3 separate regions of the Sus scrofa genome follow, and regions 2 and 3 are each linked to region 1. Evidence: chromatin contacts called from public HiChIP or PLAC-seq data. All regions are on one chromosome and are shown on one strand. Each heading gives the region's core, a stretch centred on a gene start, on an enhancer-like site or on the middle of the called end of the contact. The rest is flanking DNA. Distances are from core to core; before and after follow the strand shown. Region 1 overlaps ANXA11 (annexin A11). Region 2 holds the start of ANXA11 (annexin A11). Region 3 has its middle 21 kb from the start of ANXA11.

Evidence for each region. HiChIP or PLAC-seq counts read pairs in DNA pulled down with a chosen protein or histone mark.
Region 2: a contact with region 1 is called in an H3K27ac HiChIP or PLAC-seq map of skeletal muscle. The contact joins the promoter of ANXA11 here to the enhancer-like site in region 1. A contact is called at or near these places in 2 of 5 promoter capture datasets (fetal skeletal muscle and skeletal muscle), 15 of 47 Hi-C or Micro-C datasets (adipose tissue, alveolar macrophages, blood and 10 more) and 2 of 2 datasets of contacts at active chromatin or transcription factors (alveolar macrophages and skeletal muscle).
Region 3: an H3K27ac HiChIP or PLAC-seq map of alveolar macrophages shows a contact between it and region 1, with 7 times the contacts expected there. The contact joins two enhancer-like sites. A contact is called at or near these places in 19 of 47 Hi-C or Micro-C datasets (adipose tissue, blood, embryonic fibroblasts and 8 more) and 2 of 2 datasets of contacts at active chromatin or transcription factors (alveolar macrophages and skeletal muscle).

The regions. Positions count from the first base shown.
Region 1 is chr14:81,874,507-81,878,297 of Sscrofa11.1, forward strand. ANXA11 (annexin A11) reads left to right here. Exons shown (of 15, transcript XM_001924178.6): 12 at 1,980-2,075; 13 at 3,101-3,159; 14 at 3,357-3,479. Among named protein-coding and RNA genes, the nearest start is that of PLAC9, 26 kb to the right of the region's middle. Within about 2 kb of position 2,320, at least 35 of the 83 cell types and tissues checked have an H3K27ac peak or open chromatin away from gene starts, as enhancers often do. A contact at or near this core is called in adipose tissue, alveolar macrophages, embryonic fibroblasts and 4 more, where this site is marked.
Region 2 is chr14:81,833,297-81,837,025 of Sscrofa11.1, forward strand. ANXA11 (annexin A11) reads left to right here and starts at 1,909. Exons shown (of 15, transcript XM_001924178.6): 1 at 1,909-2,177.
Region 3 is chr14:81,812,310-81,815,991 of Sscrofa11.1, forward strand. No RefSeq gene overlaps it. Among named protein-coding and RNA genes, the nearest start is that of ANXA11, 21 kb to the right of the region's middle. Within about 2 kb of position 2,167, at least 7 of the 83 cell types and tissues checked have an H3K27ac peak or open chromatin away from gene starts, as enhancers often do. A contact at or near this core is called in alveolar macrophages, where this site is marked.

The DNA.
Region 1 (3,791 bases), core at 1,070-3,569:
GAGAGTTAGGAGCCTTGGGCTGGAGATACCAGGTAGGCAGCTGGGTGTATGAGTCCAGTGGTCAGAAGAGGTTTGGGCTAGAGATGGAAGTTTGGGAGCTGTGAGTGGGTCAATGGAGTCTGAGGCGCTGGGGCCACAAGAAGTTCCCTTGGGAGGGAGTTGGGAGGCAGACCAATGGTCTGAGGACAGGGTCCTGGCCGTTGCAGGAGACAAAGGGACATCCCAGACAAAGGTGAGGCCGGCAGTGTCAGCAGTGAACATGTGAGGGCAGGTGTGGATGGAGAATGGTGACCACACCTAGCAACGTGGGTGGTGAGAACGCCAGCAGCTGCTCTGTGCCTGTGCTAAGCCTTTAATACATGCAAGTAGGTGCTATTCTCCTATTTACATATGAGGAAGTAGCCACAGGGCAGTTGGCAGCTTAGCCACCCAGCTGGTAACGTGCCAGGAGCTGGGCTTTGAACCCAGGCTGACTGCCTCCACAGCACGCTTTTTAACTTCTACACTTTACTGTAATGGAGCATGGGTGAACATATGTTCATCTTAATCATTATTTATTGTAATGAATATAGAATATATGTATAGCACATCAAACCCTTGGTTTCACAAACATTATTAGAAGAGAGGCGCTGATCTGTAGAAAATGGTAAGTAATGAAGATGGATGCAGATACAGCAGAAATCAGGATACTGATATGCAAATGACAACAGTTTGGAAAACATGGATAGAAACTGAGACCCTGGCTGGAGAAGAAGAGGGGATTTATATCCAGGGACAGAGCTCAAGTTAGAATCTGTCTCTTTGGTGCCATCTGCCTCTTGGGACCCACAGCCACTTCCCAAGGGTGCTCGGTCCATCCCAGCGCAAGCTCACGGTCAGATTGAGAAAGACTGGTATGTAGAGTGACCGAGAAGGGCTGGGACTGGAAGTGCCTAGGATCTGGGCAGAGAGTGTCAGAGTTGGGCTCCTGGACAGGGGGTTACTAACGGTGCAGTGGGTGAGCAGTGGTGAGGGCAGGGCTAGTCAGGGGACTGCATGAGCAGGCCTGGGGGGCAGGGGGAGTGTACTCACCTTGGGATGAAGAACCGGCAGACCTGAGAGCTGGGCAGGTGTGGTCAGTAGGGCCACCCAGGGTGCCATGGAGCAGAGTAGGAGAGGTGGTTCCAGAAGGGACAGAGGCCTGCTCACTGCCTCTCCCGTACAAGTCAGCTGCCATAATAAAGTATCACAGGCTGAGGGGCTTAAACAGCAAAAGCTTATCTTCTCACAGTTCCGAAGGCTAGAAGTCCAAGATCAAGGTTTCAGTAGGGTTGGTTTCTCCTGAGGCCGCCCTCTTTGCTGTGTCTATACATGAGCATTTTTGTGTTTGCAACCTTGGTGTTTCCTTGTGTATCCAAATCTCTCTCTCACTCTTTTGTTTGTTTGTTTGTTTTTGTCTTTTGAGGGCCATACCTGAGGCATATGGGGGTTCCCAGGCTAGGGGTCTAATTGGAGCTACAGCTGCCGGCTTATGCCACAGCCACAGCAGCACCAGATCTGAGCCGAGTCTGTGACCTACCACAGCTCACAGCAACGCTGGATCCTTAACCCACCCAGCGAAGCCAGAGATCAAACCTGCAACCTCATGGTTCCTAGTTGGATCCGTTTCCACTGAGCTACAACGAGAACTTCTTTTTTTGGCTGTGATGTGCAGCAGCTTGACATAGGGCTCAGTTCCCAGGCCACGGCAGTGAAAGCAGTGAATCCTAATCACTAGACCACCAGGGAACTCCCCAAATCTCCTTTTGTTATAAAGAAACCACTCACATTGGATTTGGGCCCACTCAAAGGGCCTCATTCTAATGTTATGGCCTCTTTAAAGACTTTATCTCCAAGTACAGTTAGATTCTGAAGTCCTCGGGATTAGGACTTGAACATAGGAATCTGTGGTGGGGAGAATAGAATTCAGTCCATAACATGACTCTCTGTCTTTCCACTAGTTTTCAACGAGTATCAGAGAATGACAGGTCGTGACATTGAGAAGAGCATCTGCCGGGAGATGTCTGGGGACCTGGAGGAGGGCATGCTGGCCGTGGGTAGGTGTCTCTGGCCTGCCTGCAAGAGGCTGGCGTGTGTTGTAAGTTTTCAGGGTGCTCACCCACCCTCTGGTTGAGGAAGAGGATAGTGGAAGGATCCAGGATTGCTAAATCCAGCTAAGTGACAGGAAATCAGGCTGCTTCCTGGATCAATGCTTTGTTGTAGCCCCAGCCTCCCTGTCCCAGGGAGGTGTCTTGTTTATGTGTCAAGCGAGGCTCTGGGGGAGGAGCTGCAGTGTGGGCACTAGTGCGCTCCCAGAGGGAGCTGACTCATATCCTGCCAAGTTTCCTCTAAAAATACATCCCTGCAGGCACTTGTCAGATGTTTGTGATGGAAACACGTGGAAGGTTTTTTTTTTTTTTTACTTGTGATAGCAAAATAGGCCCTTGCCAAGGAAAGCTGGCATAGCTCCTGAGACGCTGGTGTGCTTCCTGCAGTGCAGGACTGTGTCATGTCCTCTAGAGGAGGGCAGCGCCTGATGGGCTCCAGGCCCACCCACATACCCATGAGGTTGGCTCCTCTTTAGACCCACTTGGTAACATCACGGCCCATCTTTCACTTTGCTTTTCTTGGAGCTTTCTGGATAGCACAGATTTTCCTGCATCCCCATTGGGAGGTGGCCTGAGAGCCCCAGGGAGACATTCATTCCACTTGGCCATCCTTCTCCATAAGGACCACGCCATCTCCAGTCTGCCCCCTCCCACGTGAGAAGCATCATGGTTCCTCATCACCCTCCCCGTTCCTTCCCTACATAGTTCCTTTCATCACATTGACTACCAGGAACGGGGCTGGGTTGGTGTCAAGAGCTCTGCATGTTTCTATTCCAAAGAGCTAGAGCCAGGATCATGGGATAACTGAGCTTGGGGGAGATGGGGGTGGAGGGGACAGAGGGAGAAAGATAGATGCAGTGCTGTGTTTGACGTCTGGCCTCCTCAGGAGATTGCTCTGTGCTCTGTGACTGTGCTCCCTCCCCCCCGCCCCCCATTTTCTGCAGATAGAGTAACACTGTGTTTCTCTCTTCTAGTGAAATGTCTTAAGAATACTCCAGCCTTCTTTGCTGAAAGGCTCAACAAGGCCATGAGGGTAGGTAACCCCCATGTGCAGCATCTGGGTGCCACCTGTGACTGGGACCTTGCTCAGGGAAGGATGCAGGAGGAGAGCCACCTTTCAGCCAAGAGGACAGAGGGCCCATGGGCAGGGAGGGGACCAGGGCCCAGGGAAGGTGGGGAAGTGATCAGTGTGGAGGCCCGTTGCTCACACCCTTGGGCAACTCTCTTTAGGGAGCAGGAACCAAGGACCGGACCCTGATCCGCATCATGGTGTCTCGCAGCGAGATTGACCTCCTGGACATCCGGGCGGAGTATAAGCGGCTGTACGGCAAGTCGCTGTACCACGACATCACGGTATGAGCCCCTGGGGGCTGTCTGAGCTTCTTCCTGGTGTCCTGCTTGCCTGTGGACCTTGCTGGCCACTCCCACTGACCCCATTACTCTCTGTCCTCAGAGGTCCCTCGGGCTCAGCTTCTGCCATGTATAGGCATCTTGTCTGTGGTCCTCCAACTTGCCCTCCCCAGTTTTCATTTGTTCGTCTAGTTGTACAGTAGGTCGTCAGCTCTTGATCCTGCTGTCACCCCACTATCCAGCATATCTGCTGCTCAGTAAATGGTTGGGGCAGGAGGGTCTAAAATCGGCATCAGAGAACATGAAAGACCTCCC
Region 2 (3,729 bases), core at 659-3,158, 42 kb before region 1:
TAAAAGCCCAGTGGTAGTAGCTATTCACCATTCTAGCCTGGAGGAGTTCAGTTCTGAAGCAGGAAAAGTTTGTGCTACATTTAGAAGTAATTCCACCCTAAAGGATTTGTTTATTATTTGTTAACGTGGTATTTAAAGAATCATTTGCTCGGCCACGAGAAAAATGAGCCATTCAAAGAAGCGCGGCTGTGCGGCCGCCAGGAAACAAGGAACAGGAGGCGCGGGCAGAGGGTGTCGTTGGGTGGACGCCGGATGACCTTTCCAAACGAAGCCCCCAGCCCAGAGAAAGTGCCGGGAAACAGAAGCCCCCTCCGAACGCCGCTGGTCCGATGCAAGGGTCGTCACCGCTCCTGCGCCGCTGCGGGCTCCCATACCAGAAATATAACCCGGGGAGAGTCTCCTTGTGTCTCTGACCCTCCACTCTGTTTCCTCCGAGCCTTTGGCCAGAATTTCACCCTTATCCGACCAATCATCTCCAAAAAATGCAGTCCAGCCGCGAAAAAGGGCCACGCCTTGGGGGAGGTGGGGGTGTTGCCTGGATCCCCAGGGTAGCAGGGCTTGATTGAATCCTGCAAGAGTGCGCGCCTTGCGCCCAACACCCACCCCCAGCCTGGTACCCTGCCGCCCCGCCCAGCCCAGCCCCACTCCTAGCACTATTACAATGTAAATCGGACCAGCAGCTCTTTTTTTTTTTTTTTTTTTTTTTTTTTTTAACAGCCCCCCAAAAGCAACTACCTTCCTAAGGAGCTAAGTATTAAACAATGGCTACACGCGAGATCGCGCATGTTGTGTACTGATTAAATAAGAACCAGGTTGATCTAGCTGCGCTTCCATGAAAAGGACCTCCAAGATATTGAGTTAAAAAGCACGTCGCAGAAAAATACAGCAACACCGTTTTGTAAAAAGTATATCTATGTGATATAGGAAAGGCACGCCTAAGTTGGGCTGGGGGAGTGAAGAGTGAATCTCAGGTTTTTAAAAATATTTAAATGTTTATGTAATATATATTATAAACATTTGTTAAATAAAAATAAAAATATTCACAAATCGCATGCGTGCATGACCCTTTTTAAAAATAAATTTAGAATTGTTTTAAATCTACAGAAAAATTTCAAATAGAAGGTTCTCATAAACACCTTTTTTTTTCTATTAACATTTTCTGTTGGCTTGGTGTTTTGCTACAATGAGCGAGTCAATACTGATGCAGTATTATTAACTTCACTCAGATTTTCTTAGTATTTAAATCTAATGTCCTTTTTCCAGGATCCCATCCAGGATACCATATTACATTTAGTTTTCATAATCTCCTCAGGCTTACTCCTGCCTGTGACCATGTGTGTCTCAGACTTTTCCCTGGTTTTGATGACCTTGACAATTTTAAGTAGTACTGGTCCAGTATTTCGTAAAGTATCCCAGAACTGGGATTTGTCTCATGTTTTTCTCATGATTAACATGGGATTATGTATTCTTGGCAGGAAGACCACGATAGGTTCATACCATCACTATTGATTTATCATTCTTGATGCTGACCTTGATTGTCTGGCTTTAGTAGTTGGTCGCGGTTTCTCCTCTACAAAGCTACTCTCCCACTCCAATTTCCATACTGTTGTGTTCTTTACTTTAAAAGAGTCACTAAGGAAGGTACTCTGGGCTGGAGGGGGCTTGGGGAATCCGCTCCTCGAGAGTGAGACGCAGGGCAGGACGGACCTCAAGAGGCGTGGAGAGAAACAGCATCATGTCGACCTCTGGGCGACCGCTGAGTACTCCTCCCGCAGCGGCGGAAGGCCTGTAGCTTCCTTCCTCGCAGAGGCAGCTTACAGCCAGCTGACCCCGAACGTCTTCTCACCTGGGGGCGGGAGCTGGGGGCAGACCACGCCCCTCGGCACCGCCTCCTCCCGCCCCTCCCCTGGCGCACGCGGCTCCGCCCCGGGCGGATTAGGACCCCGAGCCCTAGGAGTTTTCCGCCTCGCAGGCTCCTCCTCCCGCCCCGCCCTGACGGCTGCGGAGCCCGCGGGTCCCGAGAGCCCCGAGAACCCCGAAAGCCCAAAGAGCGGTAGTGGGACAGAACTCGAGGCCAATCCGAGGTGCTACTCCGGGACGCCCGTGGAGAAAGTCGCTGCTGCCCGTGTTCCTGTTCGACCGTCGCGGCCTCCCCTACCCCGGTGGCCAGTGGCCAGGTGAGTGAGGGTTCTTTGACTGCCGAGGGCACGGGACGGGGCGTTGGCCAGGCGCTGCGGCCTCTACCGGAAGGCCCCCAACTGTCCCGCGCCCCTTCCCATCGCGGCCCCGTCGCTTCCTGGTTGCACAGCGTTTGGGGGGGGGGAGGGAAAGGGGCGGGTGTCGGGCTGGTCCCGACCGGCTGCGTCGACGGCGAGGGGGCGGGGGGTTGCCTTCCTTGTCGGGTGGGTGGGCCACGTGATTGTGCTGCTGTGCCGGTGTCAGGGGTTCAAGCCGAATTTGGGCCGGCTTGGGACCGGGTGAACCCGTGACAAGAAGGCGACTGGCTGGTGTGGGCATGGACGGTGGCCATGGCCCCTCTGACCCCGCTGAATTCTCTAGAGTGTGTGTACCCTTCCGGGAAAGGCTTGTCCTGAGGAGAGCTAGTGGAGGACGCTGTCTTAAGCACCTTTCCTCCGGAAGACGGAAATACCTGGGAGCTGCTAGTGTTGGAATTGATTTGTAAGGCGTTTTGAGAGAACGCCGGATCCATCTCAGGTGCTCTGCTGACCTGTGTGTTTACCTTCTCTATCTGTCTTTCCTCCATCTCCAACCTTGAGCTGAAGTTTCAGGGAGGGATTCTTGACTTTAACTCCCTTTGGGCTCAACCCAGCCTCCTGAAGTTTTAAAAAGGTAAATACGCGTCTGTTGGCATAAATGAGGGTTATGAAATTCATCAGCTTGAGACTTTGAAGAGGAGAAGCTAAGTCAGCCAGTTTGAGCCCAAGCTGAGAACAGTCTGCCTGGCACATTTCTGTCCCTGCCCCCTCTAGTCAGTGTGACCTTTCTTTAGAGGCTGGGTGTTTTAGGACAGACCCAGGGTGTCTGTGGTAGCCAGCCACTCTGCCTACCCTCCGTGCCTTCTTCACTTTGCTCTCTGCTGCTTTAACCTGGGCATGGAGTGGCGCTGGGTGGGGTGAGCCTCTGCCCTGCCCACACAGCAGGAACAAAGCTTTCAGGCAGTGCCAGGCTGAGTCCAGGAGCTGGACAGGTGGGCTGTATTATCTTGCTCACTCCTAACTGGCTCTCATTATGCTCCTTTGTTCCTTCCTTGTTTCAGTCAGCTGTTGGGGATTCCAGTAGGATTAACAGGGCCCCTTCCCTCAAGGCACTCTCCATGCTACAAGGTGTTCCTAACAAGATAGGCCAGGCCAGGTGAAGCGCCAGGGCAGTTTGTTGCCCTGGCGTGGGGTGCTTACTACCTCCTGCATCCCTCCTGAGTCTCACCTCTCGTTAGTCTCTGTGCCTTGGTTTCCTTAAAGTGGGGGTAATAATACCTACCTACAAGGCCATTGTGAGGATTAAAATGATTTAATATTTTTAACAACCATATAGCTCAGGCATTGATCTGAACAGGTGGTGACTGGTGCACCATACCTGTGTGTCCCAGGTGGATGTCACCCAGATTAGACATAAAGCTTGCAGTGGAGCCTGGCACATAAGTAATCATCTGTAAGAGTCAACAATAGTAATATAGTAATAATAGCTACCACTCCCTCTATGCAGCTGAAG
Region 3 (3,682 bases), core at 917-3,416, 62 kb before region 1:
GTGGGGTGGGGGATTATCATACCTATGAGCACACGCACGCGTGTGTGGATCCACACGTATATGTGCCCAGCCTTCCTCACACGCCCCAAGCTGTCTGTGCTGGTGATGAATGTACTCTTCCTCCTTAGCTGCACACTCACCCCGCATGCCTGCTCCGTGAAGGTGGGCAGACTTGCCCCGAGCCCCTCTCCCTGCCAGTGAGCATAATGTGAGCTATAACTGTCGAGGGAGCTGGGAGAACCCTGCAGGAGGAAGGGGCTTCTTGGGCTGGTTTTGGCAGGTGTCGGGGCTCCTGGGGTGCCCTGCCTTGGCCCCGTGCCCAGCAGGCCCCCCAGAGACCCCACAGACCTGCGTGGCCCGGCCATCACGTCCCCATGCCCTTCCCCACACAGACACTGTGCGTTCATGTCCCCTGCCCACATGCCACCTGACTCTGTCACCAGGCTCACATCCCCACCCACCAGGCTGTGGCTCCCGGGTGCCCTTCCTGCCTGTCCAGCAGCTGCAGACCAGCTCTGGCCCAGGCACCAGCTGATTTCTCTTCCTCCAGGGTGTGGCCATGACCCCTTTTGCAACAAGATCTGACCCCAGGCTGGGGAGGGGCGCCCCCTTCCAAGTTTCTCCTTCCGTGGGGCCTCGTCCTCAGCTGTTTATACCCTCTAGTTACTCTGCTAGCAGAACATAATATTCTTCATAGGACACTTCCGTTTCTTTCATTACTATTGAAGTATACTTGAATTACAACTATGATTTCTGCTATACGGCAAAGCGATGCTGTTTTAGGTATATTGCAATCTTTTTTATATTTTTGTGAACTATGGTTATCTCAAGATATTGTATATAGTTCCCTGTGCCATGTAGGAGAATCTTATTGCTTATCCAGTCTCTATCTTAAGAGTCTGCATCTGCTAATCCCAAACTCCCAATCCATCCCTACCTCCCCCTGTGCAACCACAAGTCTCTTCCCTGAGCCTTGAGCCTCTTTTGTTGTTGGAAATTACTTCACTTGTGTCATACTAGGATTCCACCAATAAGTGATATCATATGGTATTTGACCTGGTATGAGAACCTCTGGGTCCATCCATGTTGCTGCAGATGGCACTGTTTAGGAAGGAACAAACAGTTTAGGAGGTGAGAGAGAAAGTTATTGCTATGGAAGAGAAATGAAGAGCAACAAGTTGAGGGGAACGATGCCCAAGATATAATAGGAATGGAAATAACCTGAAGAAGTATTTGAAGACCTAATTGTGGGGCTGCGCCCATGGCATGCAAAAGTCCCTGGGCCGGGGATCAACCCTGTGCCACAGTAGCGACCTGAACCACCGAGTGACAACATCCTTAACACACTGAGCCACCAGGGAACTCCTCCAGATAGAACTGAAAGCTTGCAGACCAGAGGGGCAGCTTGAACCAATGGGTTCTTGCCTCTCCGTCCCTAAAGATGCTGGGAATGATCTAGTAAAGGCTTAGACAGCTTATGCGACCCAAGGATCAAGAGCCTGGGGCAGGAGACAGCCATGGAGACAAGAGTTTGGAAGCTGGGGAAGAAATGGATATATGGGAACCTGTCCAACAGGCAAGGAAAAGACGCCTCTTCGTGGAACAGCAGAGCGCTGCACCTGTACTTGGGCACAGGGTGGCTCAGCTGGATTCGCCATCTTCCATGTTCCCTTGCCTCTTGTTATGGCTGTGTGACTAAGTGACCAGTGACCAGGTGTGTGTGAGGTCAATAAAGTGTGCCATCCCTGGGTGTGGAACTACAGAGACTGGGTGTCTGCTCTGCCGTGATGTATATCCTGTTCAGAACCAGGACACAGAGGTGCCTTTGGCCCTCGGTGGACCCTGCAGATGAGGACCATGTCCTAGGAGAGAACAAAGCATCAGGTTGGAAAAAACCTGAGTTCCTGAATGACCATGTGAACAAGGACTCTTTCCAACCCAGTTGGCCCTCCATGGCACTGTGTCAAGTGAGAAGAACGCGTGTTCTTCGAGAACACAGACGTTGAGAAGCACCCCTGGCTGTCTGGAGTCCGTGTCCTCTTTGTAGGCGGCATCCCAGGCTCACTCATGTCTGCCTTCAGACCTTCCCTTCTTCCAGGCCCTGAGGTGAGTTTAAACTAGTGCGCGGTGCCCCTTCTATTTTGATGCTGCTACACAGAACATGACCAGGAGGTGGCAGCACTGAAGTTTCCTGGCTGCTAACATCCCAATTGCATGTGTAAAGGGGAGAAAAGTTAGGTTTTCTTTTCCATTCGCCAAACTCTGCTTTCAGTGCCTTCATGCGAAGCACCGCAGGTACTCTTCTGCCGCAGGAGCTGCCACGTCTACTAGAGTACTTCCATGGGAATCCCAGGTTTCCTCTTTCTTAAAGTTGGGGGAGACTACATAGGCAGGTGTTGGTTTCATTTTTCTTTAAATGGTCTCTCCAGTTCCTCTGTCCCCGGCCCTGAGCAGATGTCAGAGGAGGACAGCTACTTAGGGATCTGGAGCCCAGTTCTCATCTGCACACACGAGGGGACCAGAGAAGGAGACATAGGGCAGGCTTTCTAGGGCGTCTTTTGAAACCGTCATCCTAGGAAGCCCTCTTCTTCTCAGTGCCCACCTGATACAAACGGCTTCATCTCTGAAGGCCCTTCGTACAAGTCTTTGTTCATTCGCGTGCTCGAGAAAACTGAAGTTCAGAGCAGCGGAAGGATGTGCTTGAAGAACGCAGACACTGAGAAGCAGCCCTGGCTCTCTGCAATCCGTGCCTTCTTTATGGGGAGCATCCAAGGGTAATTCACGTCCACATTCAGACCACCCTGGAAGACAGTCCTTTTCCAACAGCATGTGCTCAGCAAGTATCATTTTCTTCCTGGAGGCTCTTAGGTAAGTAAGCAAGAGCATTGTAAAGCTGTTTCTCTTTTTGATGCGGCAATGCAGGAAATGACCAGCAGATGGCAGCACGGAGCCTTTCCAACTCCTAACTTGCTAGTTGGAGGTATAAGGCAAGGAAAGTGGGGTTTCTTTTCCATTTTCTGAATTCTTCTGACCTTGCCTCCGATGCCCACTGTTAACTTCTCCCTTTGAAGCATCCACACTTCTTCTATTTTGATGACCAAGCATCTCCAGAAGCTACAGTTTGGGACACAATGGCAGAAGGATAACAGGGACTCCCCAAAAGGACTGACTATTCAGGTGTTGCTTTCCTTCTTCCTTTAAGAAGTCTTTCCAATTGCTTTGTCACCGCCCCTGAGCAGATGTCAGAGGAGGACAGCTACTTAGAGGTCTGGAGCCCAGGTCTCATCTGCACACACAAGAGGACCAGAGAAGGAGACACAGGGCAGGCTTTCCAAGGACGTCTTTTGAAACCGACATCCTAGGATGCCCTCTTCTCCTTCTCAGTACCCACCTGTCACAAACCTCTTCATCTTTTCAGGCCTGCCCTATGAGTCTTTGTGGTTCCACCTGCCAAGAAAAACTGAAGTTCACAGCAGCGGCAGCATGTTCTTGAAGAACACAATCATTGAGATGCAACCCTGGCTCTCTGCAAACCATACCTTAAAGAAGGATGCTTTACAGGGAGCATCCAAGGATAATTCATGTCCACAGTCATACCACCCTGGAAGACTCTCCTTTCTAAACAGTAGGGGCTCAGTGAATGGCACTTCCTTCCTCCAAGTCTTAAGTAAGTGGAAACAAG